Linked DNA regions of Mus musculus: regions 1, 3 and 4 are each linked to region 2. The links are chromatin contacts, called in public HiCAR-type, HiChIP or PLAC-seq and promoter capture Hi-C maps. All regions are on one chromosome and are shown on one strand. Each heading gives the region's core, a stretch centred on a gene start, on an enhancer-like site or on the middle of the called end of the contact. The rest is flanking DNA. Distances are from core to core; before and after follow the strand shown. Region 1 has its middle 4.1 kb from the start of Gm46120. Region 2 holds the start of Sltm (SAFB-like, transcription modulator). Region 3 holds the start of Polr2m (polymerase (RNA) II (DNA directed) polypeptide M). Region 4 holds the start of Aldh1a2 (aldehyde dehydrogenase family 1, subfamily A2).

Region 1 (5,774 bases), core at 2,156-4,655, 520 kb after region 2:
TCACCTGAACTTTGACCTCTCTGTGTTTCAAGCTATAGAGTACCCCTTTTAGAACATCTCTTGGCCACCTCATGCTGAATGCCATCCATTGTGTAGGCAAATGTCCTACCTCATTTATAGACTTATTTTTAATTATGGATGTGTGTGCTTATGCACATGGGAGTGCCCTTTACCACTGAGCCATCTCTCCACCCATATCCTGTCTCTCCCTAGTTGTTTTCTAGAAATAGATTATGTCCTGGGTGCCTTCCTTTGCCATTTGAATCTTCCACAGCTTGGAAGTTGCCCTTTCTAGCTGAAAAGAGATGAGTCACCTCTCAGCCTGCAGGCTCCCTTGTTATGTCCCTTCAGAATGGCCTTCAGTCATTGGGAGCAACCAGGGCCAAAATCTACCCATGCCAAACATTCTTGGCCCAATAAATATGATCACTCTGTGAGTCCAAACTTACCATGGCAACTAAATCACTACAACCACTGTTAAACATCCAGAGTCTTGGTTGTATCCTAGGATGACATGGCCACTGAGAATCCATTTTTTCCATAGACACCCTTGGAGACCTGGCACTGTGAAGGTCAGAAGGACCTCACAGGCTAAGCTTGTCTCAAGCAGCGAGACCACCATGTCTTACAGATCCTCCCTCTCCAACTTCTGCTTACTGATCTTCATTTTTTAAAAAAATTTCTATTATTTGCCAAGTCTAAAGTGAAACAGTTCCTCAGAAATTTGATTGATGACACGAAAGATCCTAGATGAGAGGTCAAAGTTGCTGTGGAGGGGGCCTGGATCTCTAAGTCAAGATTCTTGCTTACTCCTGGTGGATCACTCGTCCCCTTTGTTCCTCAATTGAGTAGCTGCAGTTAGACAAAAAGTAAGTCCTGGGTCTTTCAAATAAAGTGGAATTCTGTCACTCCTTCAAGTGGCGGCTTAGCTGGGGCTCTCATATGAAAGCAGAGAAAGTTCTCATCACAGAGGGGACATCCCCACACCCCAGTCCTACAACTCTAGCTTTCTGTGGTTCTCCTGTTCCTGAGGCTCCACGGGAGAATGAGGTCTGCAGGGCCTGGACTCCTTGCTATGGTGTCTGTGACCGGCAAGACCACAGCCTGACATCTAGGATGATCTGCCTGTGAGTTTATTTTCCTTTCCAGCTTTAAGTGTATTTGATGGACATGTGCTCCCCATCCCAAGTTACAAACGAACTAACCAACCAACCAACCAAATCCAACCAAACAACCAAACAAATCAACCAACCAACCAAACAAACAAACCCAACCAACCAACCAACCAAACACTCCAGCAGGCCTGTAATGAACCAGCTCACTGTTGATTGATGTGGCCACTTTAATACACAAAACGCAGTCTCAGTTCAATTTTGTCTGCCTCAAGAAATCTGTGGTAGATCTTTACCTCTTTTCTCACCAGGCATCCCCAAGTGGTAAAGGTGGAGCTGGCCAGGATCCAGAGCTGGCCTTGTGTTCCTCAGGACAGTGTATATTGAAAGCTCTTTGTTTTGTGAGGCATTTTCTTGGGCTCTACCAAGATTCTCCTAGCTGGGAACTTTCTCCCAGTTCCCATCTCTAACTGGAAATGTTTGCCTCCTGGTGGCTGCTTGTAACACCTCTCCCTGCACTCCCTGTAGAGGCTGGAGCTCTTGGTGAACTTCTTGTTCCTGGGTGTACTGTGTCCCCCAATATGTCCCACTCATTGCTCAGGGCCTGTGGTAGTTCTTGTTGGCTGGGGGAGGTATCTGTTTTCTTCTGCAATCAAGTGCAGCCATCTTGTCTCTGCTTTCTGAGGTGTGAGTTTGGCAATGGCCTCCCCATCTCAGCTGAAGGAAGCGAACAAAGTTGTCTGTGGGGGAAGGGGTGCATGTAGGGGTCAGGGATGGTGGGGTAGGGGGAGGTCGTTCATGGAGCTTGGGAGAAAGGAGGAGATAATGACACAAGGCACAGACATTTGGCACATTTAAACACACCCCTCAGAAAAGCAAAGAACACAAGCCAGTGCCACACTGTTCTTAGCATGTTCTTGAAGGAAGCAGCAACCAGCTGTTCACCAGCCCCAAGCTACTTTTAAAAATGTCCTTGAATCACAGAAAGGCCAGAAGGGAAGAAAGCAAGCTGTGACACCTGCAAGCCAGTGAGTGACTGTGGCTCCCTTCAGCTGTCAGCCTCAGAAGATGGAGAGGACAAACCACTGAAATTGCTTCTATTCACATTGGCTATTGTTTTCATCTTCAAAGTCATGGAACTTAAGGCTAAGCCTGAAGTTGGTCAAGAGCCCTCCATAGGGACGGGGAGCAGATGTTTGGGATGTCACAACCAATTAATCCTTAAGCCTTCCTGTCACCTGGTGGGATGCAGCAGAGGGGAAAAGTGCTAGAAATTGCTTTTAAAAATGAGCAGGCCAGCGAAATGCATCTCTCTGTGTCTCTTCAGGCACTTTATGTGAGGGTGGCACTCCCCACCACCAAGCCATTGGGGCAGCTTTTAACCATGGCTCTGGGCAGGGGGAGTTTAATGGGTTTTGACTCAGGGGAGAAAGGGCTATGGGAGATGGTGAGCGGCCTCTGTGGAGAGCTGTCAGAAACAAGAGTGGAAAGAAAAGAGAACAGGAGGCTCCAAAATCCACAATGCGTGGCGCGTACGAGCTGGTGTGGGCGAATGCAGGAAAAATGACTAGCCCTCTCAGGCATGACTGCCTTTTGACATTGCAACCCAGCATTGGACTTTTCAAGGTTCAACCTCAAGAACCATGCAATCGAGTTACACACACACACACACACACACACACACACACACACACACAGACGAGTGTCTTACATACATTTATGATTTTTTTGGTCAGGCAGTATTCATAGCCATCCTTGTCTCATATGGCCTGAACCTGCCTAGCTCGTGTTACTTTAAACGAGAAACGCACACACACAGTGCCACCTGGTCACCTGAGGAAGAAGAAAGAACACTCAAACTTACTAGTGAACTGGGACTATAGCCCCATAGGTAAAGGGCTGTGTGTTACATGTAAAGCCCTGGATTCGACCTCCCAACCCTACGTGAGCTATGTGTGGCGACACATGCTTGCAGCCAAAGCACTAGAGGAGGCAGAGTATCAGAAATTCAGGATTATCCTTGGCTACATAGCAAGTTCAAGGCCAACGTGGCCTACAGGAGAACCTGTCTTAAAACAATAGCGACAAAAAAAAAAAAAGAAAGAAAGAAAAGAAATAAAGAAAAAGAAAAAAAAAAGTCAGTCTAGCACTGGCTGCAATATCCCTGAGGTAGCAGCTGCCTGCCACTTTTTGTTTGTTGATTTATTTTGATCTGGCATACCAGGGCAGATGGCTGGTTGTGGGGAGAGAGATAATAGTCAATAACTGGTGACATGTGAAAATGCACCTGTGGACTTAATCAGCCATGCGTGGCTGGTTGCCACGCTGTGGAGAGATGGGCGTGTGGTACACAGATCAAAGGCACCACAACTGTACCTCTGCTTCTGGTTTTCCTCAGTCTCCTGAAGGCATTCTTGTCCTTCCTACTCCATCTGCGGCCTCAGGCATCCTGGGCACTGCAGATGATGAGAGGGCTTGCCTGTGGCTCTTCTGTCTCCCTCAGAAACCATGCGCATTTTAGCCCAGAGGCACAAAGATCTGAACTGGGCTGGAGGCTGCTGTTAACCCTTTCTCCTCTCCCTGACCAAACACTACACAGAAGCAAGGAAAGGGAGGAGAGGGTTCGTTTGGCTCACAGTTCAAAGGGAACGGTTCATCCTGGTGGGGAAGGTGTGGGAGCGTGGGTCTGTCTGTGTGATGGTAAAACTCATGCAGGGCTTGTTCTTCACATAGATTAGGAGTTCGAGAGAGCTTAGGCCAGAAGTAGGCTTCTTTACAAAACCCTTCTTCAGGGAGAGAAGAGCTTTGTGCATAAGTCACATTGCTTTGGTCTCTCCTAAGTCACATGAACCAGAAACAGGCTATCCTATATCCCCCGTGACCTGCCCTCAGTGAACCACCTCCGCCAGCCATGACTTTTGTTGCATCTTGCTAATAAGATTTAGTCTACCGTGTCCAGACAGCTTTTTCTGAGCTTGTCCTCGTAAAATGGAGGACTCCCCCGTTGCTTAGTGGAGCTTCCTGTTCTCCGCCTGATCTGGGGAGCCCAACCCACACTCTACCTGGGGAACATCAGGTAATTCCTGGAAAAAAAAATCACAGGTTCAACTTCCTGTAATGCCTCTCCAAGCAAATGAGATATCCCTAGCCAATGAAATGTTCCCCTAAGAAAATCTCCTTCCCACTCTCCACTCTTCATATATTATAGTCCTGGTTCACCCCGAATAAAGTATATGTATAGAACCCACCCTGAATAAAGGTATTCACACGAGCTAAGAGAGTTTCAGAGAGCGGTTTCACAAAAAATCATCAGAGAAGCTCCACCTTCACCCCCAACACTCACTCCCAGCTGGACCAGAATCCTGCAGATTCCACTCATTCCAGATTCAGCGTCGACCTTCTGGCCTGGTTACAGTGACATCTGGAAACCCTGAGAGGGAAGAAACGGAGGACATAGAACCACAGCTGGATTCCAACACACATGCACTACAGCCTCCTATTGCAACGTGGCACAACTTTCCCTCTCTAGGCACCAGGCCACTCTTTCAGATGTGCTTTGTAGGGAATCCACTAGCTATGCGCTGTTGGCCTGTAGGCCTGATTTGATGAGATGCCTTATTTATTACATTCAGGGAGGTACCAGTACCCTGGGTGCCTGTGTGCACTGCCAACAAGGACACACTGAGTGGCCTAAGCAGGATCAGACTGAAGCTCCAGGGACCACTTTCCTCTGCGCAGCAATAAGCTCTATTGATGAGCCTCAGAGTCCATAGTGAGAGCTGATATTAGAGGCACATGGACTCGAACGCTTTATTTGTGTTGACAGCTTTATTGAGACATGACTCACATACAGTAGAACACAATTCTATCAGCCTCTGCTCCTCCTGGACTCATAATGACTAGGGCAAGGCTTTTACCCTCACAAAATCACCAAATACTAGACAACCAAGTGACAGGCGTTTAAGGCACATTATTCTTCGGTGGCTTCAGATGCTGGGGAACCTGTCAGAAATTACGTCTTAGGGGCCGAGGCATCAGATAGGAGTCTTGGACATGCCTCCCTTCAAACCCTCCAAATCTCGCCAGCTACAAGCTGTCACCACAGCTGCCACTCCAGCAGCTCACACTGCTCCTCTTCCCTGTTTCTGGAAGAAAACATCCCAGATGCTGGATCTGGAAGGAGGTAGGATGCCCTGGTTCTGTGATTTCCAACCCTTTTGCCAACAAAAGCCTTATGATGCATTTACTCCTTGGCCCCTGTTTTCATTGATTTGTCTGCCAAATGACCAGTGTTTACTAAGTAATAACAAATTAATTCACCAAAATTGTCTCCAACTACCAAACCCAGACTGAACTTCCAATTGGCAAATGACCATGTCTGTGTTAATTAATTCTAGTCCTAAGGTAGGAAACACAATGCTTCCAGCAGGCTGGATCTGCAATGGCTGAGGCTTCAGAAAGTGCTTCTAAAGGCAATAGGAACCCAGATGAGCATGCTCTAGGCTCTGTGAACCTCTAAGGTCATCAATTGGGAACCATTATCGCAAACTAAATTAACGCATTATTCAAATGTAGTCATTGGGTTATCCTGTGAGAGATGGGCAGAAAGCCAACAGCAATTGCATTTTTACCAAGTATGAGACACTGACTAAGCTAGACTCT
Region 2 (5,788 bases), core at 2,019-4,518:
CTTTCAGGGTGCTACGGTCATCTACTTCGTGTCACTGGCTAGAGTTGTAATCGTGCATCTTTTTCTGACTTATTGTTTTGCTCATCAGAGGTTTTGACATCTGAGTAAAGATTCCTGTGGGCAGATTGCCGTGTAAGTCTTCAGTATTCACAAGAGTTTCATAAGGCAACATTGTCTCCCCAGAACCAGGTCTGCCTTTTAAGATACCAAGTCCTTCTGAACATAGATTTGTTTACTGATGAGCTTTTATGAAAACATAAGTGTTAAAGGCTCACCAAGCAGCAAGTGGCTCTGTATAGAAATATAGATTGTCATATCATTTTCCTATTAGAAGTGTGAATGTAGGCATTTGTTTGCTACAACAGCATATGCCTGGAGGTCAGAGGTCAGCTGAGGAGTTGCTTCTCTCATTCTACCTTGGATATGGGTTCTAGGGATAGAACTTAGGCCATCAGAGTTTGTGGTTTAAGCATTGTTACCTGGTGAGCCATTTTTCTGGTCCTAGTTTGTCATTCCCTTATTTATTTATTTTGCAATCTCTTCTCTACTTCCACCCACCTTTACTAGAGTTTTGGGATAGAACTCAGGCCAGCAGGCATACTTAGCAAGTGCTGTCTTGTGGACCAGTATATCATGGGCAACTGTCCACACTTGGCCTCACTGGGGATCAAGCTTGGGGCTTCAACTAGGCTTGGGAAGCACACTCTACCCTTGAGCATCACCTCCAGCCCTCACAGGCCTCTGCTTTCCGTCTGACACAGTACCAGGGGACCTCACTTGTTTCCCTTACCGTCTTTTGTGACGGCTAACACAGTGTCAGGTTTTCTCTTTCTTTCTCCGATTATTTGCAAATAAACTGCAGGCAGAATGACACTGTTTACCTCTGCTAGGACTTTCTACAACATCCTAACCTAGTGCACACTTAACACTGACGGAGTACACAAGCTCATGAGTTGCTTCCAGTCGTCTCTGTACTACTGTCCTCCTCTTCTCTGAGCCAGGACCCAAATAATAAATATACATCATGCGTGTCCCTTCTCTGGTCCTTTTTGTCTCTCTGCTTTTACTTTCATCATGCTGTGCTATCAAAGAGGTCAGAGCAGGTATCTCACTGAGAACTGAAGACTATCTGTTTACTCTTTACCTGATTTGAGGGAAGCAGTCTCAGCATTTGGGAAAGTGCTTCTTTCTCAAGGGTATCAGATAAGAATACATAGATCTTCATTTTACTCACTATTAGAGGCCCCCTTTTGTTCTTAAAAGGAAACAGCCGAATAAAAATTCCTTCCCTTTGGCTATATCATTACCTTGGGAGTTAGTAATATGATCCCTGGCTAAGAGAATCCACAGATGCTGCTCCAGAAGACAAGATAAGAACAATGATAGAATAACACCTAAGGTTTTACTGCAACCATGGCCAATAGCTGTTGGCCCTTAGGCAAATCTTAACATCTTCATTTATTGTGAAGGGATATGGAGGGATGAAATTGGTATGGAAGATCAAGAATCTTTTGAATTCTAAAATTTGGTGAGTGTGACAAACTAATTTGTGGTATAAGAGAGTGGAACTTGGAATCAGAAGATCTAAGATTATTAGCACAGCACTGGCACACACAAGCCATATGTGTAAGCCATATTTTATAAGTCACTTAATCTCTTTTAGCAGCTGGGAAGAATTAAAGGGGTTGTTATATCCCAGAATTCCTTAAAAGTCATAAAGAAATGCTGAACTGACTGACTGCCAGGTATGATTTTATAACGTCCAGTTTTCCTCCATTTGAACCAATGATTCAGAAAGAGCAACCCAAAGTAAGGCACACCTCACCCTTACTATTTATTTATTTATTTATTTATTTATTTATAAAGGTAGGATTCCTCTGTGTGTAGCAACCCAAAGTAAGGCACACCTCACATTTATTTATTTATTTATTTATTTATTTATAAAGGTAGGATTTCTCTGTGTAGCCCTGGCTGTCCTGGGTCACTCTGCAGATACCAGGCTGGAGTGTAGTGTATCTCAGAGATCCACAAGCCTCTCTCCCCTTAGTGCTGATAGGCATGTCCCACCACTGCCCAGTCCAATTTAAGTTTTATAACCAGGAAACTGGAGAAAGATGTAAAACAAAACAACCTCAACCCCACCTTTGTTAGCACCTTAGCATTCCTTCTAGGCTCCGCCCAACACTTACCTAGCAACAGCCAGGTAGGCCTGGATGGGAATGTCCCCCCCCCCCCTTTGACTCCTTTCTTCCTCTCCCCTCCCCCCTCCACGTGTTCTTGGCCGGGCTCTTCTCTTCTGTCTTCTCCCTTTCTCTGCCTCTACTCCCTTCTCAGCTCCCCTTGCCATACCCCCAAATAAACTCTATTCTATACTAGACCAGTCTTATGGATGGTACCTGGGGTGGGGATGCCTCAGCATCAGCCGGATGAGGCAGTCCCTCCCACCGCTCTATACCTCGCTCTACAAAACATACCCTTGCCTTTACAAAACATCACCCACCAGTAAATGTTAATTCAGTTCCCTGTGTTTCCTAACTTTGTCCAACTTTGTGTTAATTCTATAGATATTTACGCTGTGATGATTAATAATATTAAAATTACTAAGAGATACTATGCGGGCTATTTCTCCATAAAGTGGCCCCTGTCCTTGACATACCAAATGCTGGCGGCGCAGGGCAGAGGATACTGTATAGGATCAGGGCAACATATACTTTTAAGTTATTCTCCTTTTGTGAACAATTTCATTGAGCCATCAGGCCCGTCGGAGGGGATGGGCAAGCTGAGGCAAACGAGGAGAGGACGTTTGCCTGGTAGTTTTCAGGCAAAGAGGGGCTAAGCTTCAGGGGGTCACAGCGTGACACTGTCCCCTGGGCTCTCGGCCTCAGGTTTCGCTGGGCGTTCCGGGGCGGAACCCGCCGACCTAAGTTCACTAGTATACCCCGACCACCTTTCCACGATGATTCCGTACTTCTTCCGGGAAGGCTGGCGCACACGCCCCCTCATTTCGGTGAAGAGACGCACCTACTCTCCCTACTATGGGGTGCCTCTCAAGTGGCGATGGCTCTAGGTAAGAGATGAGAGGAGAAGGAGGCTAATGGAGAGGCGGGAACCGTGGTACCGAGGACAGCTGAGCGGTTGGACACGCGGAGACTTTCCCGGGACCACGCCAGAGGCCGAGCCACCGGTCCGCTGCGAGCTCCGCCCCCTCCATGCCTGCTCAGTGCGCACGCGCACCCGTCATCCGGGTGCCGCTGCAGGTTGCGCTGGAGCAGAGTCGGGGGCGTGGTCCCCGTGGGGGGGCGTGGTCAGTGGCTCATTGTGCGCAGCGTAGCGCGGCGCCGCTGGCCGCCCGGGGCCCGGGTTGGAAGTTGGTGCTGCCGCGGCCACCGCCTCCACCGCCGCTGCCTCCTCCTCCGCCGCCGCCGCCGCCCTGCAGCCCACTAGCTGCCTCGGCAGCGCGTTGCTTTCCCAAAATGGCTGCCGCTGCCGGGGCCGTGGTAGCCTCGGCCGCCTCTGGGCCGGCGGAAGGGAAGAAGATCACGGAGCTGCGGGTTATCGACCTCAGGTCCGAGCTGAAGCGCCGCAACTTGGACATCAACGGGGTCAAGACGGTACTGGTCTCCCGGCTGAAGCAGGTGAGGCCCGGACGCTGCGCGCAGGGCAGCGTAGGCCGCGCCGTTTAGGTGCTACGCTTCCGCGGTCGGGGCGGACCGGGTGGTGCCTGTGCGTGCCCGGCGCGCGGGGCCCGCGCCTCCGCGAGGAGCCTGGCCTTCCAGCGGCCTCGCGAGCCGCCGCCGGTCGCGCCCCCTGCCTCCCCTGGGACGCCCTCTCCATCGGCTCTGCGGCCTGCGGAGGGTGGAGCTGCAGACCCTGGGCGGCGCTGGGTACCCCGGCCTACGGGCGGTGCGCAGCGCGTGCATCTCTCGGGCTCCGAGGCGATGGTTAGTTTGCTGACTTGGCCGAAGTTACCGTTTAATTGTGTCCAACCGTTTCTTCACCCCTGTTCAGAGAAATCCGTAGTGGGAGTTGATGAGTGGATGAGAAGGGAAGATTCATCTTTTTTTTTCCCCACTAGGCTTTTAACTGATTTATTTTTAATTCTTAATTTCTGATTGCATCAGCGTAATCATCCACGTTCTCAGTCCTGTTAAGCTTTCAGGTTTATTCGCGTGAAGCCTTGGAATCGGAGACGGGAACAAGTGTACGCAATACGTTAGGAAAACTCTTCCTTATTTAAGTAGCTACAAACTTTCTGTAATAGAACATATTTAGGTTCTTGTTCAGTATATGTGACATGGAACCATCGACTGGGTGGAATTTCAAGTTCCAGGACATTTCGATACTCAATGACACCCTCCACCCCTTTCTGTGTAGCATAATTACTCGTTTGTGAAGTCGGTTTGTAAAATAACTGGCAATTCTAATGTTTTGAGGCTGGAGGTTTGGTAATATATTTTCATTAAGTTTTTATAAAATAAGTTTAGATAGTTTGTGTAGCATATTAACTTCTCTTTCTAATGTAGGCTATTGAAGAGGAAGGAGGCGATCCAGATAATATTGAATTAACTGTTTCAACTGATACTCCAAACAAGAAACCAACCAAAGGCAAAGGTTGTTACGAGTTCTGAACATATTTTAAAATATATTTTGGTTCTATAACTTGGCTCTGCTCTTGTACCACTCGCCCTGTTTATATAGTGCTATTCTTTGCTATTTCCCTCTGGCACTCTGCCTTCTTGGGTCAAGGAAGAAAGTTACTGTTAGCAGGCTCTGAGTAACTTGCAGCCTTTCAGATTCGGCTGAAGATGACCAGAAAATAAGAAAGTTCTTTATTGATTCTGGGGAAAGGTACAAAGTTAAGTTGCATACCGATCCTTCATAGTAGGAATATCTGAAGAAAGAAATACAGTTTGATCCATGTCTACCTTGCCCCACAATTGGCAGAGTTTTGGTGAAATTCCCACTAGACCTTTCCTTGGCTCTTTGCTGTTCTCTCTAGTATATTCAAGATCTGTAACCTTTGTTTAATGTTTTAATTGACATACTGCTTATTTCCCATTTATTCCATTATGCAGTCTAATAATTTTCAGTGAAATTCAAAAGACCTCATCGATCATACTAACAAAAGCAAAAACCCCACAACTGATTAGCTTTAAAGAAGTTTTAAGGTATGGGGATACTAGGTTTTTAATGTAGCTTTTAAATTGGGCTCTGTGTATTTCCAGGGCAGAATGATCTGATGTGAATAGCGAAAGGTAATTTTCACATGAATATTTTGATAATAAATGGGAATTAGTTATTAAAAACATCTGGTGAGTATAATCTTATTTGAATAGTTGCAAATTTCCGCTTCTCATAAACTGTCACAGAGAGTAGACAAATAACTGTCTGATGCCTGGTATCTATAGTTTCCATGCAGAATAAGTCATGGACTTCTGTGTCATTTTGTTAGGAACATAATTTTCTTAACTGCTGTACCCGATCTATACACAGTTGTGATGGGAATAAGATGATTGAATAGACCAGGTGGTGGTGGCACACACTTTTAATCTCAGCACTTGGGAGGCAGAGGCAGGCAGATATCCAGTTGGGGGCCAGCTTGGTCTCCAGAGTAAGTTCCAGACAGCAAGGGCTACACAGAGAAATCCTGTCTCCAAAAACACAAAAACCAAACTAAACCAAAGCCAAGATGATTAAATTTTATAGAAGAGAATCTTCAATTTTGATCTTAAGCACTATGACTCAGGACCTGGTCAGCTTACTATTTGACATTTCTTGATTCAAGAGT
Region 3 (5,538 bases), core at 3,015-5,514, 940 kb after region 2:
ACCTTATATTCATTTCATTCACTCAACCTTCCTAATGCTGTGACCCTTTAATACAGTTCCTTGTGTTGGGGTGACCCCAACTAGTCATTTTTTTTGCTACTTTGTAACTGTAACTTTGCAACTGTTATATGAATCATAATGTATCGGATATGCAGAATGTGATGTACACCCCTGTGAAAGGGATTGAGACTCTGCTAGCACACTCTTTCCTCACTGTGTGCTCAAACCTCCACAAGTCAATGCCACTGCAGTGTCTCCTGCAGCCTCTCCAGGTCTCTTCTGTGCACAGGCTGCTCTTTCTCTCAAACTTCCTACTAATCCTGGTAGTCCTCGCTGCTCATCTCTCACCTTCCCTGTTCCTGGCCACACGGCTGTGACCAGACCACCTAACTCTTTCTGACACTCCTAGTTTTTTAATGCAACCTCCTAGAAGCGAGACAGACACAGAAGATGAGACCCCTTCATCCAGATGCCTTCACCAAAGGTCACTTTCCTAGCTAAAAAATTAATGTGTTATGACCTGGTTTCTAAATAGAAGAAACCATTTAAAGTTAAAACATCAATAGTCAGTGGATTAGGTTTAAGTCTCTGCAACAACAAACACGATGTGGGTCTTCTGACACTTTCAGCATTCCTAAGAAGGAACACCCACGTTCCCTCTTTTGAGTCACCCGGGCTCTATGTAAAGATGTAAAGATGGGCAGTTACCCGGCACTACTTCCCGGCACTACTTCCCTACAAATGCAATTCTTTTCTCCTCAAAGTTTTAGTTGTTCTGGTGATCTCAGAAACATTACAGCAAAGCACTCAAAGCAAGATTCCCAGCCCCCACCCCCCATCTCCCCAAATCTAAGTTTAGTTTTATTTTTTAGAAAAAAAAAAATCCTTTTAACCTCCTTTCCCTGAAAAATTGCTATCATTTAGTTTAAAATTTCTTCCAAGTTTGTAAACCTTGAGTGCTCGAGATTCCAATCTCTTTAAGGAACAGACTCTTTACTTCACTGTGTCCCACAGCTCTGTTGCCTACTTATAATGAGCACACAGTTTTGTTTTATTTTTTTTCCCATTAGCTCCTGCAATTGCTTCTCTTGGCTTACACAGCAACTGAGAGGAGAGCTGCACACCAGCAAATGGTACTGAAAGAAGTCATGGTACATCTGCCCTCCCACTCTGTGTTTATTATGAAATATTGTCTAAGTGTCTTGAAACACAAGACTCCCCATCTGCTATTTAAAACCCTTCTAATGACTTGCCTTCAAAACTAGCATTTTTTTTCCAAAAGCAGTTTTCCATTCTAGCCCCTCTGGTCTACTTTCACAGACAGTATGGTCAATCCGACCCACATGCTCCTCACATGACATCCCCTCAACTAGTATGACACTTTGAACTCTTTTTCTGAGCTCCACACACATTCACTCTTATGACAAGCCTGTTCCGGTGACACTTACACATTGGTCTTAAACTTATGAGGAGGGGGCACTGGGTTTCTGGCTCGCATTTCTAGCACTTTCATGTAATGAGGCTTCTTAGGAGTCTCACTCTGCAGTTCTGGAAAGTTCTCAGTGCTGGTGTTTTCTTCTGAGGGTTCACTCTGGTCTGCAATTGTGATTTTTTGCAATTTAGTGATGAAGAGACTGTCGATGCTGCTGGAGATCTCTTCCTCTTGACTTGAAACAGAGTGCTGGGGGAGATGCTCCTTAACTTCGGATGAGGGCGCCCGGGCTCGGATGTGGGCAGCTGGGCTGCTGTTTACTGTGTAGCCAGCCTCCAAAGTCTCTTCATTGCCTCTGTGAGTGAGATGTGTAGGTCCCTGTGTTTCTGAGGTTGATTTAGATGACTTAATGTCTATTGAGGAACAGTCAGGATCTAATGATGAAGTATCAAGCATCAGGTCAGAACTCTGGGCCTTGTCTACATCGGTGTCAGCTCTTGTGGTTGCTTTTTGCCTTAGCTTACAGTCTACACTAACAGGATGAAACAGTTCACTTCTCCCTCTAACCTCTTCACGTTCTGAAATGGCAGCTTTCAGTTTGGCAACTGTGTCTGAGATCTTTTTACCTTTGTCGGGCAATTTGCAAATGAATTTTCTGTGGAGTGGAAAAAAAGAAACCAGCACATACATATTACAGGCATGTTTTTAAACATGGGGAACACAGTATTTAAAAGGCAAAATGGAATCAAAGAAAAGCTGGCTCTTAAAAGTTTAAAAAAAATTTTTTTTGATTTTTAAAAAATCTGGCTTAAGACAATAACCAAACACGTAAAATTATTCTAACCCCTCCCCCAAGGGAGTGCTCTGAATGGGAAATGAAATTCTCTCAGGGTGGAAAGTTTCACACCTGACCACAGGATGATGAGGTGTAGTCAAAACCCAAACTATGAGCAGGGCGTGGTGGCGCACGCCTTTAATCCCAGCACTTGGGAGGCAAAGGCAGGCGGATTTATGAGTTCGAGGCCAGCCTGGTCTACAAAGTGAATTCCAGGACAGCCAGGGCTACACAGAGAAACCCTGTCTTGAACCCCTCAACCCGCCCCCCCAAGCTATAAGGAACATGGTATAAAATTACCTTCAAGCCATGTGTAAGAAACAACTGAAACTTATATTTAAATTTGGGTCTTAACTCTACCCATACATTCCAAGCCTCCTAAAAATATAAAATAATGGTCTTAAGCACTTAGGAAAACATGGTTAGCCTGTACAATAAATATATGATAAGGACCAGTGGGTTTTAAGCCATGGTCTCTGAACCCCGATGAACTGAGGAATGCCAGAGGTTACATAATGGGATAACATCACTATCTTACAAAGGAAGATGGACTTGCTTATGTGGTTCTGTGTTTGAAAGAATTCTCAGTTGCTTCTGGCAAACTGCTAATATTTCTAGACTCAGCATATATAAACAGGAGTTCTTTGAGATGCCAAATAACTCTTAAAGAGTATAAAAATGTTCCAAGACCAGAAGGTTAATTCACTGCTAAAATTAACAACCCAATCTTGAAAAGTCAAAATACCTACCTGTTTCTAGTAGGAACCCCTCCTGCCAAATGGTCATTGGCTCCTTTCCCTCAGTGACAAAAATTCCCTTTCTGGTTCTTTTCCTTGGTTATATAACAAACAGGAGAAGGGGGCTAAACCTTGGGTCCTCTATTTTTCCTGATACATTTATTCCCACGTTTTCAACAGTATTAATGCCTCTCTGCAACTGAGTTCCTCTCGGTTTTTTTCAGCCTTCTCTCTCTTGTGCCTAATACTCATTCCTCTGGGTTTTAATCGGTTGGCTTTTAATTAACTAAATGCCTGCAATTACTCCCTCAACTGAATACGCCCAAAATAAAAAATTAACCTAAAATCCATCCCTCTCTCCCAATTTTCCCATTATTCTTTGTTGCTCCCCAGAAACTTCAACCACCTGTTAACTATTAATATATATTTGTCTCCAAATTATTACACCAGTTCCCCCAATCCCTCGATTGCCTTCATGGTCCATTTTTCCCTCCTTGCTGAAAAAAAAACCTCTCAGAAAATATCCTTTTGGCGTCTTCCTTCAATCCTGTTCCTAAACAAAGCTGCCTTTAGGCAATCAGCTATCATCTTCTCCCCACTACGCATGAACCAAACTTTCCAGCCCGCTCTCCAAATCTATGGTTGGGGAAAGAGTGGGGCTTCAGATAGAGAGAAGGAAATCCCACACGTTCCGATCAAGAGGCTTTGGTACCGGAGCTCGTTCAAAGCTGTAGTGCGAACATGAAATCGAGCAGGCGCGGCTGCCGAGTGAGGGCCGGGCAGCATGGAGCCATGCCCGCGCACAGGACAGGCCTGGCTCGGGAGGCCTGGCCACGCAAGGTCACCTTCGCGCGCCAGGCCGCGGGGCGGGGCGGGAGACCAAGTCCCCGGATCCCGATCCCTGAGAGCCTGTTCCCTGATCCCGATCCCCCGCAACCGCGACCCCAGGGCCACCGCTTACTCGTTGCGCAAAAGTCTCTCCTGGCGCCTCAACCTCTCCCGCAGCTCCGCCGAACTCTGCCGCCCCAAGTCCTCGGGAGCTGGGGGCTCGAAGCCGCGGGGCAGCGAGAACATTGCGCACGGGCTGCGGCTGGCGCGGCGGGCAGGGATCCCCGGCGGGGCCCACGGCGGGCGCTGGCTCCGCGGCCGGCGGCGACTCTGGAGCGCGAGCGGGAGTCGCCATTTTCCCGGAAGAGCACGGCTTCTCCGAGCCGAAGGGAGCTTTATTGAAATGCCGGAAACGGACAGGCCAGGACGAGGGGACGCCCGAGGAAGCGTGCAGGGGCGGAAGTTACATCACCGCCAAGGCGTCTGGGTTTGGCGGGCTTTCTCTGGATGGGCCTTTTGCTTTCCCGGCTTTTCGCCTGTGCACTGGGAAATATAGGACACTCAAGTCAAAGACTTACAAACTCACTTCTAATAAGTAAAATATGACGAAAGTAATAGAGCGTCGCATCTACGATTAAGCAATCAAAGTTTTGGACAAAAAATTTACAGGGATTCCTGAATGGACATTAATCACAGTTAAAATAAATAACGGGGTTATAATGATGGCTCAGTGGCTAAGAGGGCATACTGCTTTTGCAGTATGCCAGAGTTTGGGTACCAGTGCCCCTGTTGGGTAGCTTACAAATGCCTTTAGACTGCAGCTCCAGGGCACTTCACAAACTCTGGCTTCTCCAGACACCTGCGCACAAACACACACACATTAACATAATTTAGTCTTCAAAAAATAACAAGTGACCAATATAGCTAGCTATAATAAAATGCATATTAGAAACAATATAGTCAGGTATGGTCGTGCATGCCTTTAAGTCTGGCTGACTGAGTTCAAGGCCAGCCTGATCTACATAGTGAATTCGAGGTTGCAAAGTGACTCTGTCTCAAACAAAACAAGATTTGAATATTTGAGCAAGTCAGAATATCAGGAATTAGAAAGGTCGACCATGTCAACTGTTGGAAATAATGAAGAGCGACTGAGATTCCTACAGACTGCTAATGGGGGAGCAGAGGATGCAAAATAGTACAGCGTCTTTGGCAAGTAGTTGGACAGTTTCTGATTCGGGCTTTGCTGCCCTGCCCCTTTTTTATTGCTAGGCAGTATTGCATTGTGAGTTGTGTGTTTATGCTGAAGGATATTTGAGTTGTTTTCAGTTCTTAATGATCACAGATCAAGTCACTGTCAACATTTTTAATAGATGTTCATGTCAACATAAACTCTCATTTCTCTTAAGAGTGGGCTTATTAAGCCATATTAACAAAGGGAATAGAAAGGAAGAACGGCTCCACTCTTGACTTCCACGGCCTGAGAAATTCCTCTAATCTTTTAGGGATTTCAAACCAGGGTTTGTAACTTTGATGCTGAAAATATTCAGGACTAGGAGAATAGGAGTCTAATAAAAAATATTTTCATACAGGCCTAAGTATGAGTGTTCAGAGATATAAAAGTGCTCAAATGGAACATATACCCAGAGATGGGCATGGGCTTCTCAGGGAGAGTCACATTTCATTGTTTTTATAACACTTATACCTGA
Region 4 (5,408 bases), core at 2,334-4,833, 670 kb after region 2:
ATTGTTATGGCTGTATCCCTTAAAGACGACCTTCACATAAAACCCAGGCCTCGAAATTACAACGTTGCGTTCCATGTTTCAGGTGAGGAAATATGAGGCAAGAATTTATTTTTCTCCTCTACAACTCCAGGATATTGGTTCCACGGGGCCTAATAAATTGTTTTCACAAGGAAACAGCATTCTGTAGCTTAGGTTACCTGGTGCAGGAGTTTTCAGATGAGATGTATCCTAAACAATAAATAATTACAGATTGGGGAGGTTGGGAGGAGAAATGTTGTAAGGGTGGGAAAAAATATGTTTAACCAAATCAGCGGCAAAGACCAAAAACTTAGCAATAGGAAGACAGTTTCCCAAAATTATAGAGGAAAAGAGACTGGCAAAACAAGATGATAAAGAAAAAGGAAAAAAGAAAGAAAACATTGAGGAGAGATATGGAGAGGAGGGAACATGGAGGAACATACATCCTGGGGGTCTACAACAAGTAGACTAAAGAAGTATCATGGCTACAATATTCTGTTCCCTGCTAAATTTTGTTCCCACCTTGAAGTGAAGCTGTTAGTCCAAAGGAGGCTATAATCTTGAGTGTAAGATTTGGAGGGGTGGGCTGGTGAGATGGCTCAGCAGGTAAGAACACCCGACTGCTCTTCCGAAGGTCCTGAGTTCAAATCCCAGCAACCACATGGTGGCTCACAACCATCCGTAACGAGATCTGACTCCCTCTTCTGGAGTGTCTGAAGACAGCTACAGTGTACTTACATATAATAAATAATAAAAAAAAATCTAAAAAGAAAAAAAAGATTTGGAGGGGTTTCCAGTCTAAATACAGGAAGGAAAGCATTTGTGCAAATGCTTCAATGTAAACATGCATAGTAAAAGATGGGACAAGTAACAGAACTTACAGAGAAAATGTGCTCTGTACCCAGAGAAGGTAAGGAAGTTTCGTCTACTGGTGGGAGTAGACAGCTACAGTACTTTCGCTCATATCAGCCAATAGGAATGCTTTAATTTAGTGCCTCATGTTGTTTTTGGACCCGAGGAAGGCAGATGGGAAATAGAAGACTCTGGTCCTGTGTTGATCACTTCACTGTCTAATTACAAAGTGTTAAGGGAAAGGGGCCATGAGGGAACAATTCAAACCAGCTGTCATTGAGCACGACCTAGGAGATGACCAGAGATGCTAAGTCAAGACACACTCCCTTACCTTCCAAGATAGAACTCAGTTTATCTGCATCAAGCGTTGATAAATCCTGTGATCCACATACTGACTGGCCTTTCCAATTGCAGGTAGCAAATAAGAAATGGAAGAGTTGGGTCAAAAGTGCAAATTCTGGCTTATGCTTTCAGACACTCCTTCCAGACCATTTTCAGCCATCCGGCCCACAAGATTCCCCCTTTTCTTTCTTCCTCAAAGACTTCTAATGGCTTTTCGGTACTTCCATCATTAAGTTCCCCAGAAGCATTAAGGTTCCCACAACCTGGAGTTAACTGACTTACCAGCCTCGTTTGCTGCTCTTCCAGCTGCAGCCGATGCTCCCTGAAACATTCCCAAACAGTTCTGTTCAGCTGCTGCTGCTGCAGCAGCCTCTGCGGAGGCAGCAGTGCTCCCACCTCTACCAGTGAAGTTTCACTTCCCTAGCCACAAGCAGGGCAAAAGGTCAGCTTCCCTAGATACCCGGCCTCCCACTTAGGTGGAGCACCAAGGTCTTGTCTTTGCTCCACTTTTGAGAGCTGTCCCTCTTACAGACAGTTATCTATAGATCTACAGGAAAGGTGGTGAGCTTACCCAGGAGCAAGGCTCTTCATCTTGTCTTAAAGTGACCTCCAGCATGGTGCCCTGCTTGGAAGATGGGGAAAACACCTTTGAACAAAACAAATGAACAACAACAAAACACCTCAAACAACAACTTCGACAATAAACCAAAACAAAGAACAGCACCAAAAACTATTTTTTTTGCTGGGGTGTTTGCTCTTCCTTCACCAAACCCTGAGATCATCCTCCTCCCCAACAGACTCCTTCCCTCTCTCTCCTTCCCTCCTTCCCTCCCTCCCTCCTTCCTTCCTTCCCTCCCTCCCTCTTCCCTCCCTTCCTCTGTCCCTCCCTCCGTTCCTCCTCTGTACCCCCTTCCCCTTCCCCCCTCTCTTCCTCCCTCGCTCCTTCTCTCCTGTAAGAGAGGATGAACTTGAACTTCTAATCCTCTTGCCTCCATCCAGTGGGATGCTGGGAATTACAGGCATGCATCTCTACCCCAGTTCAAGGTGGTGCTGGCAACTAAACCCAGCGTTCTAGGCAAGCACTCTACCTACAGAGCTACCTCCCCACCATTCTTCTTATTCTTTCTCAGTCTTCTACAGCTTAAATAAAGGCGATTCTTAGGAGTATATTCGGTTATTAAGACACACTCTTTGGCCATAAACGTTCCCTGTGAATAGGAATTTTTCAACTGCCTAAATTAGGCTGTATTGTTGCTCTAGGACGACGACGTAGTGCTTGCTCGGTCACTTTAGGCAGATACCCTATAAAGAGTTCTCGGAGCCTGGAACTTGTCTCACAAATTCAATTAAGACAACAGCATTCTGTCTGCACAGAATCTAAGCACCAATCATTTACGGAATTTTAGTTAATGAACACATCTAAAGTAAGTGTTTTGTAGTGAACAACATGCAAAGAAATGATTGAGCAAGAGCGAAGCAGTTGCTTGGGAGTTGAGAGTCTTCCATAGAAAAACAGGAAGAGTCAGGTTGGATAAGGCTGTGGGATTTTCATGGGGATAGAGGCAGAAAGCCCTATAAAGAGCTATCTATATGGGCTCGTGATATTGGTCCAATGATTCTCCCACGCTATCTGGAGTGAACTGTCTAGGCTACTGATTCCTGATCAGCGCCCATCTTTACTCAACTATAAGGCTGCTTGTAAGACGAGAAGGGATGGAGATGGAAGCTCAACCCGGAGATTCTGACAGGAAGAGCAACAGAAAATCCCAAGTGTTTCCCGGTGTGGATGGGAAGAGGAAAGGAAAGGGCTGGAAGGAGACCATCAAGACCTGGAATATCCAGGCAACCCAAGGCAGATGAAGCCCACGGCCTCAGGCACAACTAGGCCGCGGGGCCGGCAGAGGGCAGCAGTTGGGCTGAGAAGCCTGGTGGGGGCCAGCGCGGCGTCGGCGGTTCCAGAAGGTTCTCCTTGGGAGTGTGGGGAGCATCTATCACCCCACCCAGCGGCCACGCGCCCCTCGCGCCACGCGGAAGGCTGAGCGAAAGCTCTTTCGGGCTGCTCGGGACCCCGGGGGAGGAGAAGAGCGAGTGTTAGGAAGGGCGCGGGGCTCGGCGGGGCCGCGGCTCGGGCGCCTCTCCTCCCGGCCGACCAGCGCTAAGGCTCGCGGGGCTGCCATCGGCCAGCGCGGTCCCGCCGAGGCTGCGCTCCGGCCGTCGAGGCCCCCCCGGGCGCGCCCGCGGGAGCGTGGGCCGCGGACTTGACCGTGCGGGCGCCGCGCGCGGCCGTATGCAAATGTCCTCCTGGGCCGGCCCCCCGCGCCTGTGGGCCGCACGTCCAATAAGAAGCGCCCCCCGCTTGACACCTGCCTATATACAGCGAGCGCGCCCCGGCCGCGCAGCGCCCCGCGCACACCCACCCGTGGCCGCCCATGACTTCCAGCGAGATCGCCATGCCGGGCGAGGTGAAGGCCGACCCCGCCGCGCTCATGGCCTCGCTGCAGCTCCTGCCGTCGCCCACGCCCAACCTCGAGATCAAGTACACCAAGGTAAAGCCGTCCGGCGGACGCTTTCTGGAAGCATCCTCTGGATCCCTTCAGAGGCCGGGGGCCCGGAGGTCGCCTGTCATCTCCGCGCCTCCGCGGGGACCGCGATGCGGGCTTCTCAAGTCCCGCCCCGGTTTAGGGAGCGTCTTGGGAGAACCGGTCCCAAACAGAAGGCAGCGCGGGGATCGCCAGCGGCGGCGGACGGTGGTGACGACCTCGGGACTGCCTGGGGAGGTGGGATTTCCCAGAGCAGACCTGGGTCTGGTTCTGGAGTCCCCTATGACTCTTTAGAGCCGGCTAGGGTCCGGTCCTAGATGTCCCTAGGGCAGAACGAGGCTTAGTTCTGGGGTCCCTTAGAGCTCAGGGCAGACCGGAGTCCGGTTGTGCGAGCCCCCAAGTTTTATCAGAGCAAATGGAGTTTGGCTCTGGGGTCCCCCAGGTCTCCTCAGAGCAGTCCGGGCTCTGGCTTGAGGAGGGTGTTCCCCTGGGTTTCCTCAGAGCCCACCGGGGTGCAGTTCTCCCTGTCCCTCGGTCTCAGAGCAGAGTGGGGTTCACCGCCAGGGTGGCATTGCGGTCCGGTGTCGCCCCGCGGTCCCTCGGGTCCGGAGGTGCGCGGCCGCGCGGGCTTATCTTCCCTCAGAGCGGAGTCGCTGAAGGGTTGTCAGGACCGGAGTCCCACAGACTTCGCGGGGACCTGGCCGAGACGCAGTAGGTCTATGCCAGGATTTCCTCGGGATTTTGTAGGCAATGGACATTTTAGAAAAAGGGAAAATAACTCAAGTCACATAAATTAGCGAGCTCACTTTTGCACTGATAAGCCTAATGATTTTTTTCCTAACGAATTCTGACATCTTAGTTTGTCAAGCACGAATTATTGTTGTTAAACTGCATTAAAAAGCAATACACGCCTGCTGCCCCATGTGACTTGATCCCCTACCACTCCACCGTTCTCAGGGAAAAAAAATCCACGGGGGAAATTTGTGAAATACATACACAAAGGGATTGAATGTTATAGCAAAAAGGCGACTGTAGCCTTTAAAGCCACACTTCTTGAGAGTTCATTTTAGAATTTTTTTTTTTAATTTGATTTTCATTCCTACCGCAAACTCTCGCCAGTTAACTGCAGCGCGCGCACACGATACAGCTGATAAGTGTTCCATCGCGGGCATTACACTATACGCGAAAAGCAGAGAAGTTAAGTTGTTCGCATGTGACAACTGTTACGGTTGAAAGAGAAATGCAAAAACATCGTTTCTGAATTTTTGTTGCATTGAGTTTCAGAATAAGGATTTGTAGGATTCGTATTTTTGAATGTGGATTTAATGTACCTGTTAGCTTTTAGATGGTGTGACAAATTTTTGAAAGCCATTTTAATGAGAGGTCGTTAATGGTTATAGCCCTCTAGGCATTGTTTGCATAACAATAGTGCCAGTGTGTGGCACATCTCCGGGTTTAGGAACAAGCCAGGGAAGCCTGCACATAAAAGTTTTGTTTTATGAGGGTCCCTAACCTCTTCAGATGCGCTTTAGAGATCTTAAAAGGCAAGATCCACACGTGATTCCGGGGGTTTGTTTTACACTTACTTTTGATCAGATTATCTTAACAGCCCCTGAAAGTCTGCAGTAGATATCTTTTTTCAGAATTTCATTTGGA

Evidence for each region. Promoter capture Hi-C pulls out the DNA fragments that hold promoters and counts their contacts. HiCAR-type assays count read pairs that join an accessible place to other places. HiChIP or PLAC-seq counts read pairs in DNA pulled down with a chosen protein or histone mark.
Region 1: an H3K27ac HiChIP or PLAC-seq map of large pre-B cells shows a contact between it and region 2, with 3 times the contacts expected there. The contact joins the enhancer-like site here to the promoter of Sltm in region 2. A contact is called at or near these places in 16 of 39 promoter capture datasets (the 3T3-L1 cell line, 3T3-L1-derived adipocytes, the C10 cell line and 12 more), 1 of 15 datasets of contacts at CTCF or cohesin (pro-B cells), 2 of 484 Hi-C or Micro-C datasets (bone marrow-derived macrophages and pre-B cells), 8 of 115 datasets of contacts at active chromatin or transcription factors (bone marrow-derived macrophages, cardiomyocytes, embryonic midbrain and 5 more) and 1 of 9 other capture datasets (embryonic stem cells).
Region 3: a contact with region 2 is called in a HiCAR-type map of astrocytes, with 4 times the contacts expected there. The contact joins the promoter of Polr2m here to the promoter of Sltm in region 2. A contact is called at or near these places in 1 of 39 promoter capture datasets (pre-B cells) and 2 of 115 datasets of contacts at active chromatin or transcription factors (astrocytes and cardiomyocytes).
Region 4: a promoter capture Hi-C map of pre-B cells shows a contact between it and region 2, with 4 times the contacts expected there. The contact joins the promoter of Aldh1a2 here to the promoter of Sltm in region 2. A contact is called at or near these places in 3 of 39 promoter capture datasets (hippocampal neurons, liver and pre-B cells), 1 of 484 Hi-C or Micro-C datasets (embryonic stem cells), 1 of 115 datasets of contacts at active chromatin or transcription factors (large pre-B cells) and 2 of 9 other capture datasets (liver and macrophages).

What each region holds. Positions count from the first base shown.
Region 1 is chr9:71,062,131-71,067,904 of GRCm38.p6, forward strand. No RefSeq gene overlaps it. Among named protein-coding and RNA genes, the nearest start is that of Gm46120, 4.1 kb to the right of the region's middle. Within about 2 kb of position 3,406, at least 20 of the 459 cell types and tissues checked have an H3K27ac peak or open chromatin away from gene starts, as enhancers often do.
Region 2 is chr9:70,539,447-70,545,234 of GRCm38.p6, forward strand. It overlaps Sltm (SAFB-like, transcription modulator), which reads left to right and starts at 3,269. Exons shown (of 21, transcript NM_025690.4): 1 at 3,269-3,635; 2 at 4,524-4,611. The coding sequence starts at 3,474.
Region 3 is chr9:71,481,719-71,487,256 of GRCm38.p6, forward strand. Polr2m (polymerase (RNA) II (DNA directed) polypeptide M) reads right to left here and starts at 4,265. Exons shown (of 4, transcript NM_178602.3): 1 at 3,966-4,265; 2 at 1,449-2,087. The coding sequence starts at 4,078.
Region 4 is chr9:71,212,206-71,217,613 of GRCm38.p6, forward strand. Aldh1a2 (aldehyde dehydrogenase family 1, subfamily A2) reads left to right here and starts at 3,584. Exons shown (of 14, transcript NM_009022.4): 1 at 3,584-3,758. The coding sequence starts at 3,642. It overlaps Gm3458 (predicted gene 3458), which reads right to left and starts at 3,181. Exons shown (of 4, transcript NR_110518.1): 1 at 3,042-3,181; 2 at 1,784-1,834; 3 at 1,495-1,534; 4 at 1-228.